Regions from separate parts of the Sus scrofa genome. Here all the other regions are linked to region 1. A link is a contact called in public HiChIP or PLAC-seq data. All regions are on one chromosome and are shown on one strand. Each heading gives the region's core, a stretch centred on a gene start, on an enhancer-like site or on the middle of the called end of the contact. The rest is flanking DNA. Distances are from core to core; before and after follow the strand shown.

The links. HiChIP or PLAC-seq counts read pairs in DNA pulled down with a chosen protein or histone mark.
Region 2: an H3K27ac HiChIP or PLAC-seq map of alveolar macrophages shows a contact between it and region 1. The contact joins two enhancer-like sites. A contact is called at or near these places in 16 of 47 Hi-C or Micro-C datasets (adipose tissue, alveolar macrophages, blood and 11 more) and 1 of 2 datasets of contacts at active chromatin or transcription factors (alveolar macrophages).
Region 3: an H3K27ac HiChIP or PLAC-seq map of alveolar macrophages shows a contact between it and region 1. The contact joins two enhancer-like sites. A contact is called at or near these places in 2 of 47 Hi-C or Micro-C datasets (embryonic fibroblasts and mesenchymal stem cells) and 1 of 2 datasets of contacts at active chromatin or transcription factors (alveolar macrophages).

The regions. Positions count from the first base shown.
Region 1 is chr7:40,497,931-40,501,565 of Sscrofa11.1, reverse strand. No RefSeq gene overlaps it. Among named protein-coding and RNA genes, the nearest start is that of CLIC5, 310 kb to the left of the region's middle. Within about 2 kb of position 1,790, at least 7 of the 83 cell types and tissues checked have an H3K27ac peak or open chromatin away from gene starts, as enhancers often do. A contact at or near this core is called in alveolar macrophages and retroperitoneal adipose tissue, where this site is marked.
Region 2 is chr7:40,203,725-40,207,359 of Sscrofa11.1, reverse strand. It overlaps RUNX2 (runt-related transcription factor 2), which reads right to left. Exons shown (of 8, transcript XM_005666074.3): 3 at 1,071-1,432. Among named protein-coding and RNA genes, the nearest start is that of SUPT3H, 44 kb to the right of the region's middle. Within about 2 kb of position 1,954, at least 39 of the 83 cell types and tissues checked have an H3K27ac peak or open chromatin away from gene starts, as enhancers often do. A contact at or near this core is called in alveolar macrophages and retroperitoneal adipose tissue, where this site is marked.
Region 3 is chr7:40,229,850-40,233,484 of Sscrofa11.1, reverse strand. All of the region lies in intron 5 of RUNX2 (runt-related transcription factor 2), which reads right to left. Among named protein-coding and RNA genes, the nearest start is that of SUPT3H, 71 kb to the right of the region's middle. Within about 2 kb of position 2,019, at least 40 of the 83 cell types and tissues checked have an H3K27ac peak or open chromatin away from gene starts, as enhancers often do. A contact at or near this core is called in alveolar macrophages, where this site is marked.

The sequences.
Region 1 (3,635 bases), core at 541-3,040:
TTCCTCCCCCACACCCATGATTTCTCTGAGTGACAGCTGTACCCAGGTGCCAAATGCACAAAATCAGAGCACAGGAGCTCCCTGGTGGCTCAGTAGGTTCAAGATCCGCTTTGTCGCTGCTGTGGCCCAGGTTCCATCCCTAGCTTAGGAACGTCCATATGCCAGCAGCGTGGCCAAAACAAAAAGAAAAAGAAAAGTAACACAATTAGCAATGAATTTGAAAGGAGAAAATATATGTGCTTATTCTGGACACAGAGAAGACCTGCAGGATCCTAGGAAGTTTAGGATCCTGGTCCTCAGACATCAAGATGAAAGCCACGTGGGAGGTTTCAAAAGCTTTGATAATAACATCTGACTTCTCTCCTTGAACATCAGTTGTCACAGGGCCCCTTGTCCCCCTGTAAGCCAAACGTCCCCTGCTTGGCATGCATCATCATGGAGCCTCATAGCATCAGTTCAATACAACTTATTTAAAAAAACAAAACAAAACAAAAAACACCTTATAGAGTAACAGAATGAATAAACGGCCCAGACACGACACTTAACCCCTCTCCCTAAGTCAGCACTCCGAATGTGAATGCCGGGTGTGAGCCAGTCTACTCACCAACCCAGAGCCAGCTCAGCCCCACACTTAGGGAGGATTTCAGAGGCGCCAAGAAACCTACCCTGGGTGGCAGAGTTCCAATAACTTGTTCATTTTTTGACTGAAGGTAGCGGGAGTTTGGGGTTTTGTTTGCTTGTTTTTCCTTTTATTTATTTATTTATTTTTTTTGGAAAGTAATGGAAACCTTCCTTCAAGTGCCATCTTGCAGGGCACCCCATATAAAATCATAGCAGCAACTTCCTCAATCGCCTTTGCTATGTGCCAGATGTTTTAACTCATTGAGTCCAACAACAGCCCTTTAAAGACAGGTACCAGGTACTATTATGGTTACAATTTCCCAGATGAAAAAACCGAGCCACAATCAGTTAAGTGACCTGCCCAACGTCACGCAGCTGGAGTTCAAATCGAATGGTCAGGCTCCCGAGCCCACCCATTTCTGACCGTGCTTGGTGGCCCAGAGCAGAAGGGGTATATAAGCGGTGTGGCCCCGGTCAGAGCCCAGGAAGACAGCAGTATTTCCAGGCTCCAGGGGGTGATCTTCAGGCACATCCGTGGAAGGACTCCATGAAACACAATTCTGGAGCTCCCACTGTGGCGCAACAGGATCGGAGCATGTTGGGGCGCTGGGACACAGGTTCGATCCCTGGCCCAGCACAGAGCTGCAGCTACAGCTTAGGTCACAACGGTGGCTCAGATCTGATCCCTGGCCCGGGAACTCCGTGGCTGTGGGGTGGCCAAAAATAAATAAATAAATAAATAAATAATAACAAATTTAAAATCCCAATTCTAAAGCCTTTGCAGTGAGGTTTATCTACCAAGGGTCACTTTAAGATAACACCGCCTTCTTGGAAGGAGCGACATATCAGTGGATTCCTATAAGTGGTTTTCAAAAACCCATTCTAAGTCTAAGCAAGTGGTGATGGGGAGATCCCAGCCTCAGGGTAGGGATCTTAGCCAGGGCAGAGCTGAGTCCAGGGAGGGCTGGACCCCAGAGTCTGAACAGGGGGAGGAAAGGGAGACGGGAAACACAGTACTTCCAAGACCACCCTCCAGGACTGGCAGGTAAGCCGGAGATCAGGCTCAGAGTGAGTGCCTGTGAGACCCACTGGAAGGGCTCCGGGGCAGAAGGTCTTCCAGTGGCCGAGCACCAAACAGGGGGTAACTCGTGGCAGAGGCATAGCGTGACTAGGGCTATGGGAGGTGGGTGAGAAGGACAGTCTGATGTGAGCGTGTCAGGGCTCCCCGGAGGTGACACTCAGAGATTTCAGTTTCTATCTTGATCAAAATTTTGCAGTTTTCAAAAATGCAGAACCAATAGAACTGTGACTCATACTTCACAATTTGCCTGGCAAACTTACTGTATTATCATGATTCTGACAATGGTTTTCAGGGGTGATGGGACTTCAGGATGGAATATTTGGCATAAGAGGCATAAGGTCATGGGACAGGGGGGACGAACATGACCGCCACCTCAGGTCTTATGTCCAAGATCAGAAGCCATTGATGCACATGGGTTATGGGTTATGGATCTCAGTGGACCTGGGAGTACAAGTGTTAATGGAGCCACGTGCATATTTTTGGTCTGCTTTTTAATCAGCTCGGACCCACACTGTCATCCTCTCTAACATCACAAGATGAATTACCTGGGGCTCATCGTTTTAAGAGAAAAAGGGGGGGAGTTGAAATTTGAATGTCAAAAGAGTTGGCATGTGAGTAGAAACTTCCGAGATAATGTAATTTAAGAGCTGATGAACTTATTTTCAGACTAGAAATAGATACACAGACCTAGAAAACCAATCTATGGTCCCCAAAGGGAAAAGGGGGTGGAATTGGGGATTAAGAGATACACACTATTATATATAATAGAAGTAACAACAAGTGCCTACCAGATAGCACAGGAAACCACATTTAATATCTTGTAATAACCTATCATGGAAAAGAATATGAGAAAGGACATTCTATTTATATCTATGTATATGTATAACTGAATCACTTTGCTGTACACCTGAAACACTGGATATCAACTATACCTCAATAAAAAAATAAAAATTAAAACTAAAGAGCTGCTGGTACTTCGAATTAAATCTTGACACTTTAAAGGAGCAATGAAAGTACCACGTGAAGCTGAAAAAAACACAGTTCTGCCCTTTGGTTTCTGTGAAATCAAGTTGAAAAGTCTAGAGTTTCTTGTGGGAGCAGTGGACTTGGGAAACCAAATCTGGTCACTATGACATGGTACCTAGCATCGTGAAAGCAACAGAAGAGATAATCGATTATGTGTTAAACGAATGAATGAATGATAAATGCACATATGCACACACTCAAATATATAGTGTGTACAAGCTGAGATACAGAGCTCTCAGTCTTATTATACTTAGGGACCATTTTCCAATCTAAGATTTTGCCGGTATTTGTTCCTTTCAAAATGCAGTCATTAATCTTAGAAATGAGTTTATACTGAAAGAGAAACTACTTTCTATCTTGCATTTGTTCAACAACTTCACTTAGATCTCAGTGACATTGTCTACATTTCCAATCCCCAGAGCACCAGTGGGCTGTTCAGGCTCAAGGCAAAGGTCATAGTTTCCAATATCTCACACCATCACGTTTTTCACTCTCTCTCAGGGGCTTTTGTGGAATAGAAACTATTATTAACTAAGAGACTAGTTCTCATTAGAGGATGATTCATTTGAGTAGCCTGAAACTAGTATTTGGTGAATTGTCTACCTATACATTGGGAAGGCACTGGGACAGACCCTTAATCGTTATTTCATCTAACTCTCCCAAGCGTCATCTGGTTCATTTTAGGAGATGAGAGAGATTTGCTTAAGCCACAAAGAAGACGCAGCATTGGGATTCCAAGCCAAGCCAGTCCAGTGCCTACGGTCTTTCTATCAGGGGCATCATCAACACTGGTTCCGATGTGGGCGAATGGAAATGGACACCTTAACAGGTGGGAAGCCAAACACCGGGAGGCCAGTGGGTGGAGCTGACCTTCCAGGAGATCCTTCTGTCGCACCTCGATCCTCAC
Region 2 (3,635 bases), core at 705-3,204, 290 kb after region 1:
CAAAAGTGAGAATAAGATGACTCGAATCGCACAGTCACCTCCGCTTTCAAGGCAGGCAAGCTGAAGGCATTTCACAGGTTTCCCTTCTCCCTCCCAGGCGCGGCGAGGCGGGGAGCGGGTCCCCGTGGAAGAGGCCGTCCAGCCCCCGCCCCCTTCCCTGGCCCGCGCCGCCTTGCACTTGAGGGTCTGGCGCCCAGGACTCGCGTACTCCCCGGCCTCTGGGCGCGGGGCGACCCCGGCTGCCTCGCCTTCCTCCCAGTAGCCGGAACAAGCGTGGGGCTGCAGGCGGAGAAAATGCCCCCGACCTGTCTCCCCTCACTCGCTCCCCGGGTACCTAAGTTTGCCCGGGACCCTCTCTGACTTCAGTCCGGCGGCCCACGCGCCGCCGCGGCAGCCGGCACTCGGAGCCCCTCCCCAGGCTCGAACTCCGGCGCCGGCACCCCACGAACACAGGCCCCCGAGCCCGAGAGGGGCCGGAGCCGCAGAGGCTCAAACGGGTGGGAGAAGGGGGCGCCGACACGGGCGGAGGGCGCTCGGTTTGGAGGGGAAAGGGTGGGAGCGCGCGGGATCCGGGGGAGGGGTGGCGCGGCAGCCTGAGGCGCAGGGCGGGCAGGGATGCTGGGGAGAGGGACGCGGGAGTCCGTGGGGAGAACGCTGGCGATACCCTGGAGTGGGGGCGGGGTGGAGCAAGTTCGGGCCGCAGCTCGGAGAGTGGGCACCTGGGGGCTCCTGGGGGAGGTAAGACGGCTCGGAGAAGTGGGTCAGAATGTTGGCCGGCAGGCTCCACGGGTGATGAACGGATAAAGAGAACCAGGGTTGAGGTGATGGCTGCGGGCACAGGTGGGAGAGGGAAGGATCTATCTGCACGGGGTCACTACGCCCGGAGCCCGCTGGCAGATCCGGAGGAAGAGGGCCAGACGGCGTTCCTTCGGGTCCGAGCCACCAAGATAGGAACCTTGGAGGCAGTACGGGTCCGGGCTCGGGCCCCCGCGGGCACGGAAACGCTAGCAGGCAGGTCCCGCGGCTCCGGGCAGGGGGCGGGGGGTGGGGGGGCGGCCGCAGCTTCTTACCTTGAAGGCCACGGGCAGGGTCTTGTTGCAACGCCAGTGCGAGGGCAGCACAGAGCACAGGAAGTTGGGGCTGTCGGTGCGGACGAGTTCGGCCGGGTGGTCAGCGATGATCTCCACCATGGTGCGGTTGTCGTGCGGCGGCCGCAACCGGGGCACGGCGGCTGCCGCTGCCGCCGCCGCCGCCGCCGCCGCCGCCGCTGCCGCTGCCTCCTGCTGCTGCTGTTGCTGCTGTTGCTGCTGCTGCTGCTGCTGCTGTTGTTGCTGCTGCTGCTGTTGCGCAGCCACCACCGGGCTCACGTCGCTCATCTTGCCGGGCTGCAGGCTGCTGGAGGGGGGGCTGAAGCGCCGGCTGGTGCTCGGATCTACGGGAATACGCATCACAACAGCCACAAGTTAGCGAAGTGGCCGGGGGAGGGGGAGGAGGGTGGAATGAGGGGCGAGGAGGAGGAAATTGGGGGGGTGGAGGCGAGACGGGGGAAAGGGGATGGAGGTGATGGGGCTGAGGAGGTGAGAAATCAAGTTCGATGAAGCAGACTGCCGGGCGGAGTCTGACGGGGGCCAGCGGTGGCGGTGCGGAGCAATCGGGTTGGCGGGTGACGAGACCCGGGAGGCGCAGATCTTGCTGGAGCCCTTGAAACACCCGGGGTGGCAGCTGCGAACGGGCACCAGGATGTGTTTGGCTCGGGCAGGCGGGAGACTTCACTTCGCAGCAGCTTGGAGTGGGGTCCCTTGGGGCACCGCGTCCTGGGTGCGCTGGCGCCCCCTCCCAGTTCGAGTCCGGCGGTTGAGCCCAGTGGGTTCAGCAGTCCAACCCAGAGGCCAGCATCGCCGCGCGCTGCCCGCCACCGCCGCGCCGCGCCACGAGCAGCTACGCAGCTGCTGGCGTCCGCGCCGCGCCGCCCGCCCGCCCGCGCCGCTGCTGCCGCCGCCGCTCTGCTGCGGCTGCCGCTCCCCCCGCGCCGGCTGCACACTCAGATTCCTCCCGCGGCGGCTGCCAGCCCGGCTCCCCGGCTCGGCTCCTTCCTTTCCCTTCTCCTCTTCTCGCCCTCTCACCGCTCCCTCCTCGCATCCACTCCCTCCAGCTCTTTGCAAAGCTCCCCTGACCCTCGCGCTTCGAGGCGCCAGGAGGTAAGTCGCGGGCAGCGGATCTCGGGGCAGCGGATCTCGAGCCTGCGAATCTCAGCCGCTGCCGCCGCCCGCCGGCCGCGAGAAGTAGCCCCCGGGACGCGGCGTGCAGCTTCCGAAGCCGAGAGAGGCGGCCCGGGTCTAGGGGGATCTCGCCTGGTCGCGTCCTCTTGCTTCTCACCCCCCTCCCCCCTAGAACCAGGAACCCCCTCTTGGTCGGAGGAGGTTGATGCTGAGACGCCAGAGAGCCTGCCGGCTGATCTGCCTGTCGTTATTTTTCGTTGTAACTTCAGGAGAGGAAGAAGGAAAATTCTTGAGCGTCTGTGCTGACTTCTCAGCACTCTTCACCCTTCCCCCACCCCATCCCCCCCCCACCTCTGCCGGAGCGGCTCCCAAGAGGGGTTAAAAAAAAGATTTTACAGAGTTTGGGTGTTTTTTGTCTTAAGCGACTCAAAAAAATTGGGATGGAGGGGACATTTGTCAAAATCGTTTTTAGAAACTCAAACTGTGGGTAGCCGGACACTTTTTTCTTCTATATTCAAACTTGTTCCTAGAGAACAAGGATGAGTTTCTTTAAGGACTGGAAAACTATCAACTTGATGATTAAAATAAGTTGCTAAAACCCTTGCGGGGAGGGGGGGAACCCCAGCAGTTTTCCATGAATCTCAATCTATTAATAAGTCTATTCTGCATCTAAAACTTGGTCTAATGTCTTAACTTCCCCACCACCACCACCACTCCCAAGGAAAAAAAATTAAAATACGAAATAAAATATTCAAAATGCTTCGATGGCTATTTATTTATGTATTTATTTCCCAGTGTGGGTTTAAAAAGCGACTTTGGATCCCCCCAAAAGTTGTGGTCGAAAGGATGAAGGAGCGCAGAAAAAAGGCGGCAGTTTTACCTAAAATGTGGTTTTTGGAGGCTGGGATTTCTAATGATTAGGTTTTTGTGGTTTATATAGACACGACTCTGGCTAAGGCGATCATTACACTGATGAGAGTCAGAAGCACGTGGGTGTCTCCGACCAGCCTCAAACTCTGAGCCTTCAAAACAAATAAAACAATGTGCGGCGCCCGCAGAAGCCGGGAAATCCGCTTGAGGGTATCGCACCCCTAAGAAGGGGGCACAGGGCCGTTTCCCCTCCTCCTAGAATACTTGCTGTCAATCTCCTTTAAACCTCGCAAAGCTTGAAAACGTGTTTGCAAGAAGAATCCTCAGTTGCCAGAGATTCCTAATACGGTAGCTGACACCACACAGTAATAAATGGTTTTATAAAAGAAATGAAAAGTTACAATGCCTCCTCTACAGAGTATTCAGGAAGAAAGATAGTTGAGTCATCACTCATCTCCCCCCGCCCCTTCATCTTATTTAAATCAATTCACATACCCATTAATTTTTGCTGCTCAGCGCAAACGCCTCTCGAACCCTGGTAGGAAC
Region 3 (3,635 bases), core at 770-3,269, 270 kb after region 1:
ACCTCACACCCTGAAATTATAGAATCCTGCCCTCTTAGGAATACATTAGACCTGAACAGCATCAGGAATCCACACTGCTATGGCTGACCTGTAGCAAAACTGTAGCACTTAAAGTTGGCAATGGCTGCCTTGAAGGCCGGCAAAGGCCCTGCCTGCCTACCTGGCTCTCTATTTACTTCTGTACCCAGGACATGGCTGATCTGTCTCCCTTTATCTCCCCAAGTCTCCTCCTAATAAAGGATTCTAGACTTTTTTTTTTCCAGCATGGCAGAGATTGAGCCCAAGCCCTAGCAATGAAAGCACCAAGCCCTTAACCACTAGGCCACCAGGGAACTCCGACTTATTCTTTACCTTAATATGAATTTAAGTCTGAGTTATCTTTTCCAGAGGTGTCTGGATGTAAGCTGTACTCCTGGATTTTAATGATGAACTTTTGTCTATAAGCAAAGAATCTTGTCACCAGGGCACAGCAACAGAGAAATCTGGGAGAGACACAGGCAGTCCTTCCTCTGCTCCTAAGCACTGCAGCCCAAATTCAGTCTCCCACTTGCTTACTTCCTTCAGACTCTTAACTGTCACATATAACCTTGAATTGATATTTTCAACGGATGTGCTTTTTTATGCACTCTCTCAATTTCCAAGAATTATCAAAAAACATGAGCAATCCTTTTCTTTTCTCTTCTTTTCTTTTTGGCTTTTTAGGGCCACACCCCCAGCATACAGAAGTTCCCGGGCTAGGGGTTGAGTCAGAGCTACAACTGCCAGCCTATGCCACAGCCACAGCAACCCAGGATCCCAGCCGTGTCTGCTACCTACACCACAGCCCACGGCAATGCCAGATCCCTGACCCATTGATCGAGGCCAGGGATCAAACCCGCATCCTCATACATACTACTCAGATTCATTTCCACTGAGCCACAACAGGAACTCCAAGCAATTATTTTCCACACTTGCCTACATACAAGCTTCTGAGATTTTATGGGAAGACCAAAGATCAGTTTTAGTTGACACATGCCAGGTAGGGACAAGTATGACTCCAAAGACCAACATTAGGAATCTTTTTCTCTCTGTTATTTTAAAGTATTTCCCAGTCTCCTCTGGTCCAGCCCTTCCTGAAGAAAATGCTACAGTACAAACAAAAGAGAAGTAGTTCAGTAATCTACCAGGAATTCTCCTGGGAAGAAAAACTTCTTTCTTATAAAATAAATAAAGCCCCCCCCCAGTATGTTTTCCTCTCAAGTCCCTGTTTTAAGAATGAATGATTTCTGACTTTCAATGCGACAGAAACGGATGACACACTGGGATCCAGTCTGTGTGTCTGCAGAGCCCACATCGCTTGAAAACCTGCCATGCTCGATTTAGTTACAAGTCAATATAGCCACGGCAACCCCTGTCTGTGGACAAGGTGCTCTCACTGGGCAAGCCGCAGTCCTTGCAAACCCATGTCCAACACAGTGAGAGAGCACATGCGGGGCTGGGGAGGCAGGCGGGGAGTGCAAAGGAGGGACGCGAGCATGTTTTAACGGCTGCGATAATTTGCCATGAAAGGATGTGAAGGCCGGGCTCCTTGCTGCAGCATGCCATGTGCTGCTGACTTCAATTACTGCCCTGCCGTCTGCGAGCGGAGGAATGTGTAAACAGGCCATATAGCCTTGCATCAGTTCCACAGAATGTTGCACAACACAAAAATGCCTCTCGATGTGTCATTTCCTTCTTGGCCATCTTCCCAGCTCCTGACAGTCAGTCAACAGAAGAAAAAAAAAAAAAAAAAGGGGGGGGGACTAAAAGAGATTTAAAACTGCTCTTCTCAAGAGTACATGCTACCAGCCAGCAGACTCACCTCCACCAGCGCTTCTGGCTCCCCCTCACCATCCTCCTTCAGGAAAGGGGGAAAAAGGAACTGTTGTTTGAACTGTTCTTATTCTCTTAAGCCAAAGATTTTCCACGATGTTCTGTAGGCTAGGGCCCAAATGATTCATGTTTATGACCATCCAACTGCTGCGTGTGTTTGCTGACGCATAAGTATCCACACGTAGCATTTACCCATCATGTCCATGCCTTGGGCTCTTCGGAGGAAAGGAAGAACCAGGGGGAAACCGCAAGTCAAGAAGTTAAGGGCTCCTGAGTTCCCGTTATGGCTCAGTGGTTAATGAATCCGATTATGAACCGTGAGGTTGTGGGTTCGATCCCTGGCCTTGCTCAGTGGGTTAAGGATTAGCGTTGCAGCATTGCTGTGGCTGTGGCGTAGGCCAGCAGCTACAGCTCCGATTAGACTCCTAGCTTCGGAACCTCCATAGGTCTCGGATGCAGCCCTAAAAAGACCCCCCCCAAAAAATGTTAAGGGCTCTTTGGCAGCAACACGGATGGACTTGGAGAGCATTCTGCTAAGTGAAGCAGTCAGACAGAAAGGCAAATACTGTATGATATCACTTATACATGGAATCTGAAACAATTCAGCAAACTAGTGAATAAAACAAAAAGGAAGCAGACTCACAGAGAGAACAAACGAGTGGTTACTAGTGGGGCGAGGGGCAATATAGGGGTAAGGGAAAAAGAAAAGGGTTAATATGGGATTAGGTGAAATCACATGCATAAAACTTTTGAAAACTGTATAGCACTACAGATTTTAAAGACTCTTTCGTGCAATAAAAAAAATTGATTTCCCACTTAAAAAAAAAAAAAAGTTCATGCCTTTTCTACTCATGCCTCCCACCAAAGACTGAAACTCATGCCTGCGGCATCAAGAGTACAGCATGAAGCTTACCGAGGGTTTTGCAAATCATCTTCACAAACGGCAAGAACGCGAACACAAGAACTGGGTCCAGCCTGGATCAAAGAGCCTGCAAACAATCCTTCTGCCATCCCTCCATCCAACACACTTTACGTGGCCCCCATCTTCCTGCTCATGGGACCAACCTCTATAAAAGCATCCACCACTGACAAATAAGCAAGGGTCAAAGGCCAGCCACCATCAAAAGCCTATTCCTTCACCCAAAGAGGGTGAAGAGGAGTGGAGAATAAAAGCCAGCTGCTGCAGACACCAGCTAGAATGAGGAAGAGAAAATGCCAAGCCTGTCACTCTCACCAGCTTTTACCAGGCTGCAGACCGGTCTCACAACTGGGTGGAACAGCAGGGGAGAAAAATGAGCCGGTTCCATGGGGAGGCGTCTCTGTTCTGATTAAGTCTGTTACCTTCCATTGATAAGGGAGAAACATCTGCCACCAGAAGCGCCACCAAGAATACAGAAGAATAAAATGTTCTCTGAAGAATTCCAAATGTGCTGATGCACTGGGCATAGGTGAGGAAGAGCAAGCAGGGAAAGAAAAGAGTTTGGCTGCAGGATGGAAGCCTGACAAGCTGGGCGAAGCAGGGTGCTGTGACAGTCCCAGAAACATGCACACGCATAAGCACGCACACACACAATACCCTGTGCATCCAGATAAGCTCTCACTCACCTAAGTGCCAGCCCTACTGGAGTCACAAAAGAAGCCGAGCAGAGCAGAGGTGCAGCCTTGCAGTCAAAGCCTGCAGGAAAAGAGCTGGCTGGTGGGAAAGAAAAGGCAGGCCTTCCCACCAGGTCAGGACAGGGAGCTGGTCAGCAGTGACTGGTAGCATCCCAGCACAGACGACAGGG